Regions from separate parts of the Gossypium hirsutum genome. Here all the other regions are linked to region 2. A link is a contact called in public Hi-C data. All regions are on one chromosome and are shown on one strand. Each heading gives the region's core, a stretch centred on a gene start, on an enhancer-like site or on the middle of the called end of the contact. The rest is flanking DNA. Distances are from core to core; before and after follow the strand shown. Region 1 has its middle 55 kb from the start of LOC107928035. Region 2 holds the start of LOC121230787 (protein ENDOPLASMIC RETICULUM-ARRESTED PEN3). Region 3 holds the start of LOC107928025 (dr1-associated corepressor homolog).

Region 1 (4,447 bases), core at 1,656-4,155, 130 kb before region 2:
TATGGACCAAGTTCGGTTCAGGGGACACATTTCTCTATGGCCATGCGGAGATGAAAATATCACGAAGACATAGGTACGGATGTATCCCAGAAGCAATCCACTAGCCCATGCGGAGGTGAAAACCTCACGAAAGCATAGCTTCTCACTCCCACTTAAGGGTATGACCACAACGGTCATGCAAATGCAATGTGTGCGTAAACAATAACAAACATATGCAATAAACACATGTAAAAATGATGTATTTTAAAATTTTTCCAAATTTCCGACATTGAGATAGAAAATAATCAAATTTTTGGCTTGACTCTCTTATAGGTCCCCAGTGGAGTCGCCAAGCTGTCGAAACCATTTTTAAAGGGGTTTGAAAAACGGGGTTCTACTTTTTGAAAAATGAAAATGGGAGTCACCACCAACCTTTTTAGGTGTGATTAGATCACCTTTATAAAACATTTTGGTCTACGAAATTCAAGAAAACAGGTTTGGGAGTCAGTTACACACAAGGAAGGATTAGCACCCTCGTAACGCCCAAAATTGGTACCGAATTGATTATTTATTGTCCTAATGTCGAAAATTTGAAAAGATTTTAAAACTTGAACAATTTAAAGTTGAAACTTGAGATTCCTTTGTTCCGAAAGTATACAAACATCACATCCAGCATGTTAGGACACGATGTTTTAAATCCTCGTAACTAAAACTATCTCATGATTTTGAAAATTTATTAAAAGGATATTTGGTTATTTAGTCAAACGAAAAATCGCAACCTAGCATGTTAGGACACTATTTCCCGAATTTCTAAACACCAAACATTGCCTTATTTAAGAAAAAACTTTTTTAATTAAATGAAATATATTTTTTAAAACAATGAATAATATAGAATTTAATAAAAAATAATTTGATATAATACTAAAATTATTAAAAAATAAAATATAAAGGAGAATTAAAAATCAAGGAAATAGGGATTAAATCAAAATAAAAAAAGGGTTGAAAACGAAGATGAACAAAGAACAAATAAGAACAAACCGTAGAAAATAAGAACGCAAGAGGGAGAGAAATTTGAGTGAATGCTCTCAAGAATTCTTATTGCTTCCCAAAACTCAAGTGAAGTCAAGTTTTTTTTACAATGAGGGGAGAGGCCTCTATTTATAGTTGAGCCTCCCCAAATCCAACGGTACAGATCAATTACATCAACGGCTAAGATTAAAGGGTATCTTCAAATTAAATCTCTAAGATACCAAAATCATATCTTCTAAGATTGCATATCATATCTAAGATTAAGATTGCATATCATATCTAAGATTAAGATTGCATATCATATCTAAGATTGCATATCCTATCTAAGATTGCTTATCCTTAAAGATTATATTTCCATATGAGTTAAGCTTGTAGATGGACCTTCAATCTTTTCAAGTAATGGGTCATTCCGATCGGGCTAAATTATATATTTGTAATTTTAAGTTGGACTTGGACTTTATTTTATTTTTTTGTAGGCCCAGGCTAAATTGGCCTATTACAATTACCAAGTAATTTTCTCTTGGGGAAAAATTGTCTATTTGCATACGTAATTAATACGTAATTGTTTATTATTGATGATTTTCCTTTCTCCAAGAATTTGAATAGGCTTTGAAGCCTATAAATACATTTACCTCTTATCTCTCTCATCATCCCCTTTGAAAAATATAGAAATATGGAATGGTCGCCATTCGCCAATAATATTAGCTGTAATGTGAATTTTGCTAGATTATGAGTTTAGTTTTCATTATTGCTTGGTCAATTGATCATTGCATGCAAATAAAAGGAAAGCCAGACTCATAATTTAGCAAAATTGATATTAATTTAGCTCTCAATTATGGATGAGCATTTTTTTAGTGAACCAACTAGATAACTCGAAATTGATTATAAACGATTAATTAATTAGTATCGGTTCATCTAGTTTTGGCTAATACAAGTTGTTGTCTACTGCTAAAAGCACTTTAATGTTGACTTTGTTACATTATGAGTCTAATTTTTATCTCTTCATCTTATTTGGTCAAATTGACAGTTGCTTGTAAATAAAAGGAAAACTAAACTCATAATTCAGCAAAGTCAACATTAACTTGGCTCTCAATTAGGGATCAATATGTGTTGATTGATCATTGGCAAGTACAAGTTGTTGTCCATTGCTAATAGCCCTATAATGTCAGACTTTGTTGGATTATGAATCTAGTTTTTATCTCTTCATCAGCTAATGATTGCATACAAATGTAAAGAACATTAAACTCATAATTCAACAAAGTTGACATTAACTTGGCTCTTAATTAAGGATTTATCATTAAAGAATACAAGTTGTTGTCTATTGCTAATAACCCTATACGTCAACTTTACTGGATTACGAGCTTAGATTTTTTTTCTCTATCATCATTGCTTGGTTGATTGATGATTGCCTGTAAATGAAGAGAAAGCTAGATTCATGATCTAGTAATTTAGTCAATATTAAACTGGGTTTCAATTAAGGGTAAGCATTTGTTAAGGTTGATATATGTAAATTATTTAGGATGGATTTTGGTATAATTAAATTCCAAATTTATCAATGTGACATGGAAATGTTTAATGTTTTTTTTTCCTAAAATTTTCATAATTGTATTTAATAAATCTTTTAAGGATTATACTTTAAAACTTACGATTAGATATATATGTAATTTATGAATCAACCGATCTAACTCAATTTTTAAACTAATACTTCATCTAATTCTCGGTTTGACCAATTAATTCTATCTAAATCAAACATCACCGATTGTAGTTAATACCATTACTAAATTCGCAGGCACATGGTCTTAGCTGCATATGTGGAAGCCAATTGCCATACGACCCAAACCTATTCTCCAATGTAAAGGATCCATTCTTTCGGATAACAATCCTTCATCTCAACCATGATTTTACGATTATTATATTAGCCCAAATAAAATAAGCCTAAGGCTCTAATAAGCGGGCTTGGACCCTAAAGAATTGTGGGGGCCTCAAAGTCCTTAACTTCTTCAATAGCAGGCTCACCAATTATATGATTTCTTTTGACAACTAGTGTTAGAAATTTGAAATATTTAAAATAAATAAAAAAAATCAAATCTTCCATTCTTAAAAAAAAGACCTTGAGATATTTGTTTGTAAATTATTAGACTTAATTGTTCTAGTAAAAACCAAATTGAGAGGATGAACTCACGCGAATTAGAGCTAAGCCTAAATGGCCAATGTAATGTAAATTGGTGGATTTCCCTGCGCATGATATATTGCGGCGTCAGCCTTTTTGTTTTTGAAATTATTTTTTATTGAATTTTTTAGAGTTCAAGAAAAGTAAATTACTTAATTACTAACACATATTTTGTCAAACTAAAAATAGCTTTATCGATTGATTCTATATTTAGCCATGTCTAGATTTATCAAAACATTTCAATATATTTTTAGCAAAGTCAATTCGCTTACTTTTGGTATTTGTAGCCAATAAATGTCCTATAAATATCATGACTCATTCTAAATGCACTTCAAGAACTATTTTCTTCTCCTCTCACTCATCCTTTCCATCCTTAAGAGATTGTTGAGTATTTTTTTTGTTGTGATCTATTATTGACTTTTGTTCTTGTTTTATAATAGAAGAGCTTTTGAAATCTTGGGGGATATGCTACAACCAAATATCTTTAAGGACAATGTTCAACACCTCTTAATCTGTTCAACTCGTATTCTTGGTTTGTTAACTTGATGCAATATTTGTCAACAATCTTAAGGATATTTTTGTACTGGGATGTTGTCCACACCCTATGTCATGCTCCCATAAACATATCATGTGCCTGCTTTTATTGTCGTCTTACTGCCCGTATCCTAATGCTATAAATATTTATGATGTTCGAGATTCTTATGCATCACTAATATGCATTAAAAAAAGGGTGAGATCTAAGTATTTTCGAAATGGTAATTGATTTGATTTTGAAAAAAAAATGATCGCATGTAAAGTATGCTATTTCTATGATGAATTGTTTGAATGAAGCATGAATCCATGATTTTATGTATTATTATTGGAAGATTAGTGGGCCTTGAGTTGGAGTTTAATAAAATGCAATTCTTAATAAAATAATGTGAATTTACCCTAGACTTGGTTAATATTATATTTATCTTTAATATGGATTAGGCCAAACCCAAGTTCAGAGACTAAAGTTGTAACACCCCTCGCTTGAACCGATCGTCAAGTTCGAGCTACAGAACACTATATTAATTGCCAGAGCAACCACGATAAATTAGACAACATATAACCATTTATACATGCAAACAAGAGTTAATTACATTCAAAATTATATTAAACAATAAATTCCAAGTCTTAATCGAGCTTACGAAAGCTCTTTTGTCAACCCGAGCATGAAATAGGACTGTTGAAACTGATTTTTTAAAAAAAGGGTCGACTTTGGAAACGAAAATGAAAGAACAGGAG
Region 2 (4,039 bases), core at 140-2,639:
GATTAACTTCGTACGGGTCTAATAATGACTACAATAGGTTTTATCTGTTTTTTTCTCCTCATCCCTTGACCTGATTGTCATGTAAATGGATGGATCCCTTATTTAATTGTCACTGGTTGTTTACTTTTGTCTCGGCTGACTGACATATTCTACGAACTATAAGTTTCATGATGTATTAGTTTTATGGCTAAACTTTCAACCACTTATTCACCCCCATTTTTGTGAGATTTATGAGATAATCATTAATTTCATTTCCTAGGCATCATTTTTAAAACCTTAACTTCAAGGTCTCTTGCTTTAAGGTTTTTTCTTTTCCCCTTTTTTAATTGATCTCTTGTACTTGAAGAATCACTTCAGGGTTATCAAGTAGTAGTTTCCATATTAATTCTCTGGTGTAATATCTTGTCTCTAGCTTGCTTGTCATCTTGTTCCTTAATATATATATTATAAATTTGGCAACACTTCTATAGAAAGTGAGATATAAAAAATATATTACAATCAGCTTTTTTTCTCTTCTGCAAATGTTAAATTTTTTGTCATGGTAGTCGAGAAATAATGTACTAAACCGAGCGAAAATATTTTCTTATATTGGCTTTTATCTTGGAACTTCACATGTGACATTACTGTTCTCTTGCTATGTTTAAATTTTGAATAGAACTTGCAAATCTGCTTCTTACCCTACTTGTTGGAGAAATTATTTAGGAGTTTTGGCTGCCATAATTGAGATGAATCCAGTGTGTTGTTTTGATGGATCCATGTTGTGGTTGTTTATTATTCCTTTATACTGGTTGGTATCAAGTATGGGAGAATTTTTACTCTAATGGTTGAGATACATTAACATGTGCTATATATTTTTTAGCAATATGATGTTATTCATAGATCAACTTATGTGGTAAATCATGGCCAGGGTAGTTGGTCATCATTTTGTTTGGAATCTGAAACTATTAGGAGCTCCATATGCTTTTCTCAGCCATGAGCATTTTTTTTTTCCCTTGTCATTGGTGTTCCTCTAATTACAATCATACATATGGAAAATGATTGCTTTACTTATTTGGTGATGATATGGTTTGGTTACTTTTCATTTATACCGGAGGTTGATTATCCAGGTCTGAAGTTGTTTGTTCTCGTCACCGAGATTTTTTATTTCCGATTCTTTTTTTTTCTTGTGTTTGAACACTCATGTCTCCAATGCATATTCAGGCATAGATATGGAAATATGACACTTCCTCGAAGAATAGTTGATTATGTTTCATTGCTGGGTGATGTTGCCAAGTCTATTAATTTTGAATTATAAAGCTTGCATTTAAGGGTGTTCTCTAACTGCATTTAAGAATGTTATAGCTTCTGTTGCACCGTCGAAACCCATATCCCTTGTATCGTACCAATCATGTATGCTTACGAGGTTTCAACTTGTGAACTGAAAATCAAATCGACCCTAATACATTTAAGTAGTATTTGAACGAAATCTATATGAGGGTTTTCTCGGTCAGCCTTATTTGAGATGTCTTGTCGAGGGATCATTGATCACATACACTCTCCCAAATGGCCTCCGTGTGTCATTGAAAGCTGTGGGGAAGCTTAGATGAGCTACTTAAATGGCGGATGGGATTTTCACACTACATGTGTGGTGAAAAAAAAAAGTGAAGCTCTGTAATTTTGTGAGCTGGTGGAATGTATGTTAAGCTCTTTGAGTGGTACGAATTGCGATATATGTTACTATGAGATTGCAAACTACAATAACATAAATCAACGTTAATCGTTTCACGGTAAGCTTCCAAATCGAATCATGAAGCATACTATTTAAGTTAAATGAAAAGCTTTAATCCTTCTATCATGCCGAGCGGTGTGGTGGAAGTAACGTTAAACATTTGCTTATAAACTGTTCGATGAAATGTTTGAGAGAAATGTAACAGTGTTGAAGTCGATGATTTCGGGGAGGTTTCCCTACTTTTTCATATTTTATATTTAACCCAAAGCATCGACTTTAAAGCTTAAAGACAAAGCTGTGGTCTCTTAAAGGGGATCTCAAAGCTTTAATCATTGAATTATATGAGCTTCAATGGCTGCCCAAATTTCCAATCCAATCGCGCCTTGCCGCCGCATAAAGCTCAACGTCGGGGGCAAGTTTTTTGAAACTACCCTCTCCACCCTCCAGTCCGCCGGTCCTGATTCCCTCCTAGCTGCCCTTTCCAACCGCGCTGCCTATAACCCTATCTTCATCGACCGGGATCCTGAAATCTTTTCCGTCCTTCTCTCCCTCCTCCGTTCTAACCGCCTCCCTTCCGCCGCCCTCCGCCGCTTCTCTATCCAGGAACTCGCCGAAGAGGCTCTTTATTACGGCGTGGAGTCCCGTCTCCGCTCTGCCTCTTTGCCCTCGCCGCTTCATGGCATAGACGCCGCCATCGTCGATACCATCCGCCCTGCCTCAGACGCTGTTCCTTCCACTTTCTCCGCCGGAGAAGATGGTTCACTTTGGATCGCTCACGGTGGTCAAATTTCAATATACGATTCCTACTTATCATACTCCACCGCCGTCCGTACGCATCTCGATGATATCACCTCGATTTGCCGGGTATGGCCAGAAATAGCCGCTGTCGGATCCGAATCCTCATCGGGTCTCCATATCTACGACCTCTCCAGCGGTCACTATACCGGTTCAGTTCACTGGACCGACCAGGACGATCCACGGATATACAAAGCCCGAGTCTGCGCCATCGCTAACTCACCCGACTCGGTCTTCGTATCATTCGATTGTCCCCATAGAGAAAACAGCGTCCTCGTTATCGACAAATCAACGCTTCAGGTCTCATCAGAGCTGACTCGCCAATCAGGAAGCGCCGCCAAGAACACATTCCCCGGAAAACTGACGTGGCTACCGGAAACTGGTTTGGTTATCGGAAGTGCTGTCACATGTGGGGCATTTGGTTATTCAGGTTATATTAGGATATGGGACCCGAGAAATAAGGAAGTGGTATGGGAAACGAACGAGCCAGGTTCAGGGCGGAGCAGTAGGTTCGGAGACTCATTCGCCGACGTCGGTGTCGACATTGACGATTCGATACTCTTCAAGATATGTTCAAAATCTGGGGATTTGGCAATGGCAGATATTCGTAAATTAGGGGATGATCCTTGGGTATATATGGAAGATACAAATCCTAGCATGAGAGAAGCTAGCTATGGTGGGAATGAGGTTCATTTGCATTGCTATAAAAGGCAGGTATTCGTGGGGAAAGATGGAGGATTGGAGGTTTGGTCGAGATTGAATGAGAGAGGTGGTTGGAGTGAGCAAAGAGGGGATAGTGAAAATGGAAGAGATGAGATGAGTTTGAAGAGGAATTATGTGGATAAAGTGGAGATGGGAGAGAGAGGGTTGATAAAGAGAATTGAAGGAGGTGGGGAGAGATTGTTTGTTAGCAGAGAAAATGTGGAAGGGATTGAGGTCTGGGAGAGTTCTAATCATTCTGCTATCATTTCTGTTTCCTCTTAAATCACAATTTGATCCTTGGAAATAGGACATTCTTCTTGGCATCTCTGAAGAGAAGCTTTTTACTCTTTCTTTAGTTTGTACTGTTATTGGTTATTTCTCTTGTAATAAAAGGTATTGCCTTTCGACATTTTCAAGAAATTCTCTTTCAATTTGTGCCATGAGGAAAATTGTTAAGGAACTCAGTCGATACAGCTAAGAAAATTTGTGAAATTTCTTGGTAACGGGATTCTCTCCCTCAACCAAGAATTCTTAACCGAGACCATTTTTATAACAGAAACGTCCTCACAAATGGTTTTTTTTACTAATACAACAACCGACAAGAAGAAAAACGACACAATAACATTCTCAAAAAAACAGTAGGAATATCTGAAATGAAGCACACGACTTTCAGCAACCAAAACAATTGCTAAATCAACACCGTTATTAGGTAGTAAGCTCCATTATAGCACTAACAATGTCACCATCAGCAGCCTTGAGTGCCTTGACAGCCTTTGACCTGGACACTCCTGCTTGTGTCATAACTAATTCAATGTCCTTGGGCTCCACCCCTGT
Region 3 (4,252 bases), core at 1,564-4,063, 240 kb before region 2:
AGTTGAGCAGGGTTCTGGTTCTATTTCACGATGAGCATCTCTTTCCACATTTCGAGCTCCTCTTCCACGACCCCTGCCTCGTCCCCGGCCTCTCCCTCTGCCACTGGTGCCTGCATGACCCATATCATGCTGCGTTGAATACAAGTGAGGGAAGGTGTTAGTGAAAGTACTTAAATTCACAGACATAAATGGCATGCTCCAGATAATGACATTATACTACATGTGGTATAACACGCACTGCATCAGACAAACCCAGTAATTCTTATATGAAAGTAAGCCATCTTACCATTCTGCTTCTCTTTGATTCTTCATCACTGTCATTGACCTCATCTCCAGTAGCTTTCCTGGCAGAATGATACGAAAAAATATCACCAAATAAGAGACCTTTTTTACAACTCGAGAAGTGAGAAACAAGGAAAAAGCCAGGGTTTCACTAACCTTCTCCGCGAAATAGTTCGATCATCAGTACCAGCAGCAGCAGCAGTAGCATCAGAATGGCCATGACCATAGTCAGGAACCCGACTAACAATGTCCCTCAGAAAATCGAATACGTTGTAGCTCTGTACACAATGCTTTCTGCAGTTTATTTAAAACTTTTGTTAGAACAATGCACAATACACTGAAAATACGTAACACTAAGGGTAACAAAGAATGAGATCCAGAGACACATAATAAGAAACTGTACTGATTACAAGGCTTGTTAATCCAAAAATGTAGCATGATCGAGGAAGGATGAAAAAATATATTATTTTTAACCTCATAGCAGATTTATGATACTTCCAGACCCGAAAGGAGGAAATCCGGACCAAGTCCAACATAAATGAAATGAAATCGACAAAAGTTGTGGGAAAACTTGTATTTAAAGCATTTAAGGTGAAACTCCAAAAGTGTTTAAGGCATTTTGTATTTGTTTTGTTCCTATCTATATCGCTAATACATGTAGACTAATCAAGAAATGTGAAACAAAGCATTCAAAGAACGTTTATGCACAATAAATGCAGAAAAGAACATCAAACCCTAAAGTAGGCCACAGATATTGCACGGTACAAAAAGAAAACACTAATTATTCACTTACAAATGCAATGAATTCATGGTCTTTGCTCCCCTCTGAAGAGTAATCTCATACGTATGATCACAAAGGTCTTGTAGAAACAATTCCAATGCTTTTGCTGCAAAGTAACAGAAAGAAGCGTGATCAAGTAATATACATGCATAAAAGAATTATTTCGGCAAATTGTGAAAAGTTATAGCTGCTCACAAACTAAAACGGGCACCGCTAATGCAATCTTCCCGACATCTTCATCTGCTTGCATAATCTTTTTAATGCGAGCCTGAAAAAACAAAAACATTTGAAAGTTTCAGCACCTTATCACATGCATAATTTTTTGAGATAAAAAACGGCTTGAAAGATGCAACGATACGTCGAATTGTGGAACCATAAAACTGTGCATCTTAAGTATAAGCAATCAAATTTATATACTAATATCGGGTTATCCTAATATAAAACAGCAGCACCATGACAAGTAAGAAACCCGACAAGGTTTGTTAAATATAGAGTATATCAAGACAAGAAGATGGGATCTTTGACGCATCAATGTTGTTATCAAATGAGACATCGTGTGACACATGTCATTGTAAGTTGCTGATTTAATACCATCAACTGATCAACATAATGCAAGTTCCAAGTGCCACATGCCAACTCCGGTGTGAGTAGTAGAATGCTGCGAATCTATGTTACTCAAACTTATGTGCAAGTGTCGGATGTGGATACTGTTCGACATAGGTATGTTCAATTTCTTCGAGGTTTCTTTTCTTTTTCCCCATTTCTAACATTGTTGGAAGGTCATATTCTCATACCCATGTCCGGGTATGGGTACTTCAATAAAAGCCAAGAGTCAGAATAACACAAATGCTAAGGATGTCAACACTAAACTAGAACATGAGGACTGAAAAGAAACTAAAGTTCTACAAGTAAGCAAGATATTCAGCAGCCTAAGAATTATCAAATAATAATTGGGAAATTTAACCTCCATAGTTCCATAAAAATCGATCAATTCCGAAGAAACAATAAAAAAAATTTATTAAACCAACCTGGGTTTTCATAGAACAAGGAAAAAACACAAATCAAACAACACCGTCCATGAAAAATCCATATAGTTAAAACAATTATGAACTAATATCCAATAACCCTAAATATTGAACACACAATCAACTATTCTATCGTAAACTAATGATGACCTAGATCGTATAAATCGGAATCGCAACAAGAAAAGGCAATCACAACATCAAAAACTTTAATAATAATAAAAAAGACCCAGATTTCATTTTCCATCGAATCAATCAAAAATCGAATACCCAAATCAAATTAACATCGTATTAAAAAAAAGGAAATTAAACAAATTCAGTGAAAAATAAAAGGAAAAAAAAAAGAAGAAAGAACTTACAGCTGGGAAACGGGTATCGAGCTTCTTCCTCATGATTTGGGTGTCAGATTTGGAACATTAAATTATTAAAATATTAAAAATAAAAAGGGAAAAAAGACAATCGAAATATATATATTTAAAAAAAACAAGTTCAGAAAAAAAATTCGATGTTGTTCTAATAATTTCAAATTATGAAAAAAAATTTAAAAAAATAAAAATCTAACCAAAAGAAAAAACCATTTCAGATCCAAGACTGTTTTTTTTTCTTTTTCTTTTTAGTTCTAAAAAAACCAAAAACATGAACAGAGAAGTCTTTTGTTTCAAAACCGAACACAGGTTCAAGTTTGACAAAAAGAAAATTCCAAAGAAAAAAAAAATAAAGTCAAGTGGATATTGGTTGATAAATTGACAGGTTGGTTAATTTATTTGTTTAAACAGTCGACTTTATTAGTTGATTTAAAGAAGAGAAATGGTTTCGCGACACGTGTGATTACTTTATTTGGCTGTTTTTAATGTTTCATAACTGACAACGATATTTACAGATATTTTTTTTTGCTTATTTATTTATTTATTTTGGATTTTATATAAGATCTTACCTTAGTTATTACACATATATGATTGATGTTTAGAAGATAAATATGAAATGTTATTATCATTTATTTTATTTAAAAATTTAGGTTTATTTATTAACAACGATAAATTCTTTTTATTAAACTTATTGATACCACGTTTTAAAATAAAAAAACTCGCTTAATATTTATATAAAAAATGACATTATAATGTAATTGGATTTAACCGTGTTTAATTTTTAAAAAATTCAAATAAACATTTAAATTAAAATGAAGTATTTAAATTAACTAATGATATTATAAAAGTTTAAATATTAAATTATATTAAAATTAAATTATATATAATAGAATAGACAAAAATAAAAAATTGAAAAATATTTTTCACTATTTTTTATATTATTTAATTAATATTTTTTTTCTTATTTTTGTTAAGTCATGAACAAAGTTTGATGTAAACACATAAATTCATAGATCCATATCTTGATCAGAAAAGAATCAATAGAAAAAGAAAGATTTAGAATTGATCAATAATTTGTTTTTTCAAAACATACGAAAAGGAACAGAAGCTAAAACATAAATCATATATTAATTGAGTCTTCTTAGAGATTTGCTTAAGATTAAGAAAGAGAAATCTTATGTAAATACCACGGAATAAGGTTTGATCTTACTCATAGGATTCCATAAATATTCTCATTCCAAATAAAAGAAAGTTTGAAACAATTGAGTTTTTTTAGAGATTAGATGTAGTTACTAATTCATGAACTGACTTATACAGAATGTGTTGGGGATCGACCTGATTAAGCAACGAACAAGTAAAAATAGCAGAAGAAATTGAGAAATTAAACACATAAATTTAACGTGAAAAAACCCTTCCAAAGAGGATAAAAAACCACAGGCAAAGATAATTTTACTATAATGACAAAAGAACGAACAGTACAAAAGATAGAGATAAAAACTAAACCTTGAAAACTCGAAAACAAATAACCCTCAAAACGTAAACACAAAACTCTCTAAAAGTGTTATGAGTTTTAATTTCTAATAGGTGTATTTTCTAAGGTTGTAAAAGAGCCTATTTATAGGCTAAATTAATAGGTCAAATAATTGTAACACCTCAAACCCAGCCTAGATGTTATGGCCTAATCCGAGAGTGTTGCGAAGAAGGGTTTTGAAACTGTTTTTATTTTGATAAAAACCTTATAAAGTTACTTGTTATAAAATGTCCAAAATTTACAAAACATATTCATTTACTTGTTTACTATC

Evidence for each region. Hi-C and Micro-C count contacts between places; a contact is called where the count stands out from the background.
Region 1: a Hi-C map of leaf shows a contact between it and region 2, with 4 times the contacts expected there. The contact joins the enhancer-like site here to the promoter of LOC121230787 in region 2. A contact is called at or near these places in 8 of 34 Hi-C or Micro-C datasets (anther, callus, leaf and 1 more).
Region 3: a Hi-C map of leaf shows a contact between it and region 2, with 2.2 times the contacts expected there. The contact joins the promoter of LOC107928025 here to the promoter of LOC121230787 in region 2. A contact is called at or near these places in 4 of 34 Hi-C or Micro-C datasets (callus, hypocotyl and leaf).

The regions. Positions count from the first base shown.
Region 1 is chrA06:123,881,144-123,885,590 of Gossypium_hirsutum_v2.1, reverse strand. No RefSeq gene overlaps it. Among protein-coding and RNA genes, the nearest start is that of LOC107928035, 55 kb to the left of the region's middle. Within about 2 kb of position 2,905, at least 3 of the 9 cell types and tissues checked have an H3K27ac peak or open chromatin away from gene starts, as enhancers often do. A contact at or near this core is called in leaf, where this site is marked.
Region 2 is chrA06:123,750,201-123,754,239 of Gossypium_hirsutum_v2.1, reverse strand. LOC121230787 (protein ENDOPLASMIC RETICULUM-ARRESTED PEN3) reads left to right here and starts at 1,389. Exons shown (of 1, transcript XM_041116181.1): 1 at 1,389-3,614. The coding sequence starts at 2,060. The coding sequence ends at 3,487. LOC107955341 (protein ELC) reads left to right here. Exons shown (of 2, transcript XM_016891091.2): 2 at 1-251. LOC107955342 (nascent polypeptide-associated complex subunit alpha-like protein 1) reads right to left here. Exons shown (of 4, transcript XM_016891092.2): 4 at 3,689-4,039. The coding sequence ends at 3,911.
Region 3 is chrA06:123,994,433-123,998,684 of Gossypium_hirsutum_v2.1, reverse strand. It overlaps LOC107928025 (dr1-associated corepressor homolog), which reads right to left and starts at 2,813. Exons shown (of 6, transcript XM_041116183.1): 1 at 2,445-2,813; 2 at 1,259-1,331; 3 at 1,076-1,169; 4 at 439-576; 5 at 287-344; 6 at 1-129. The coding sequence starts at 2,477.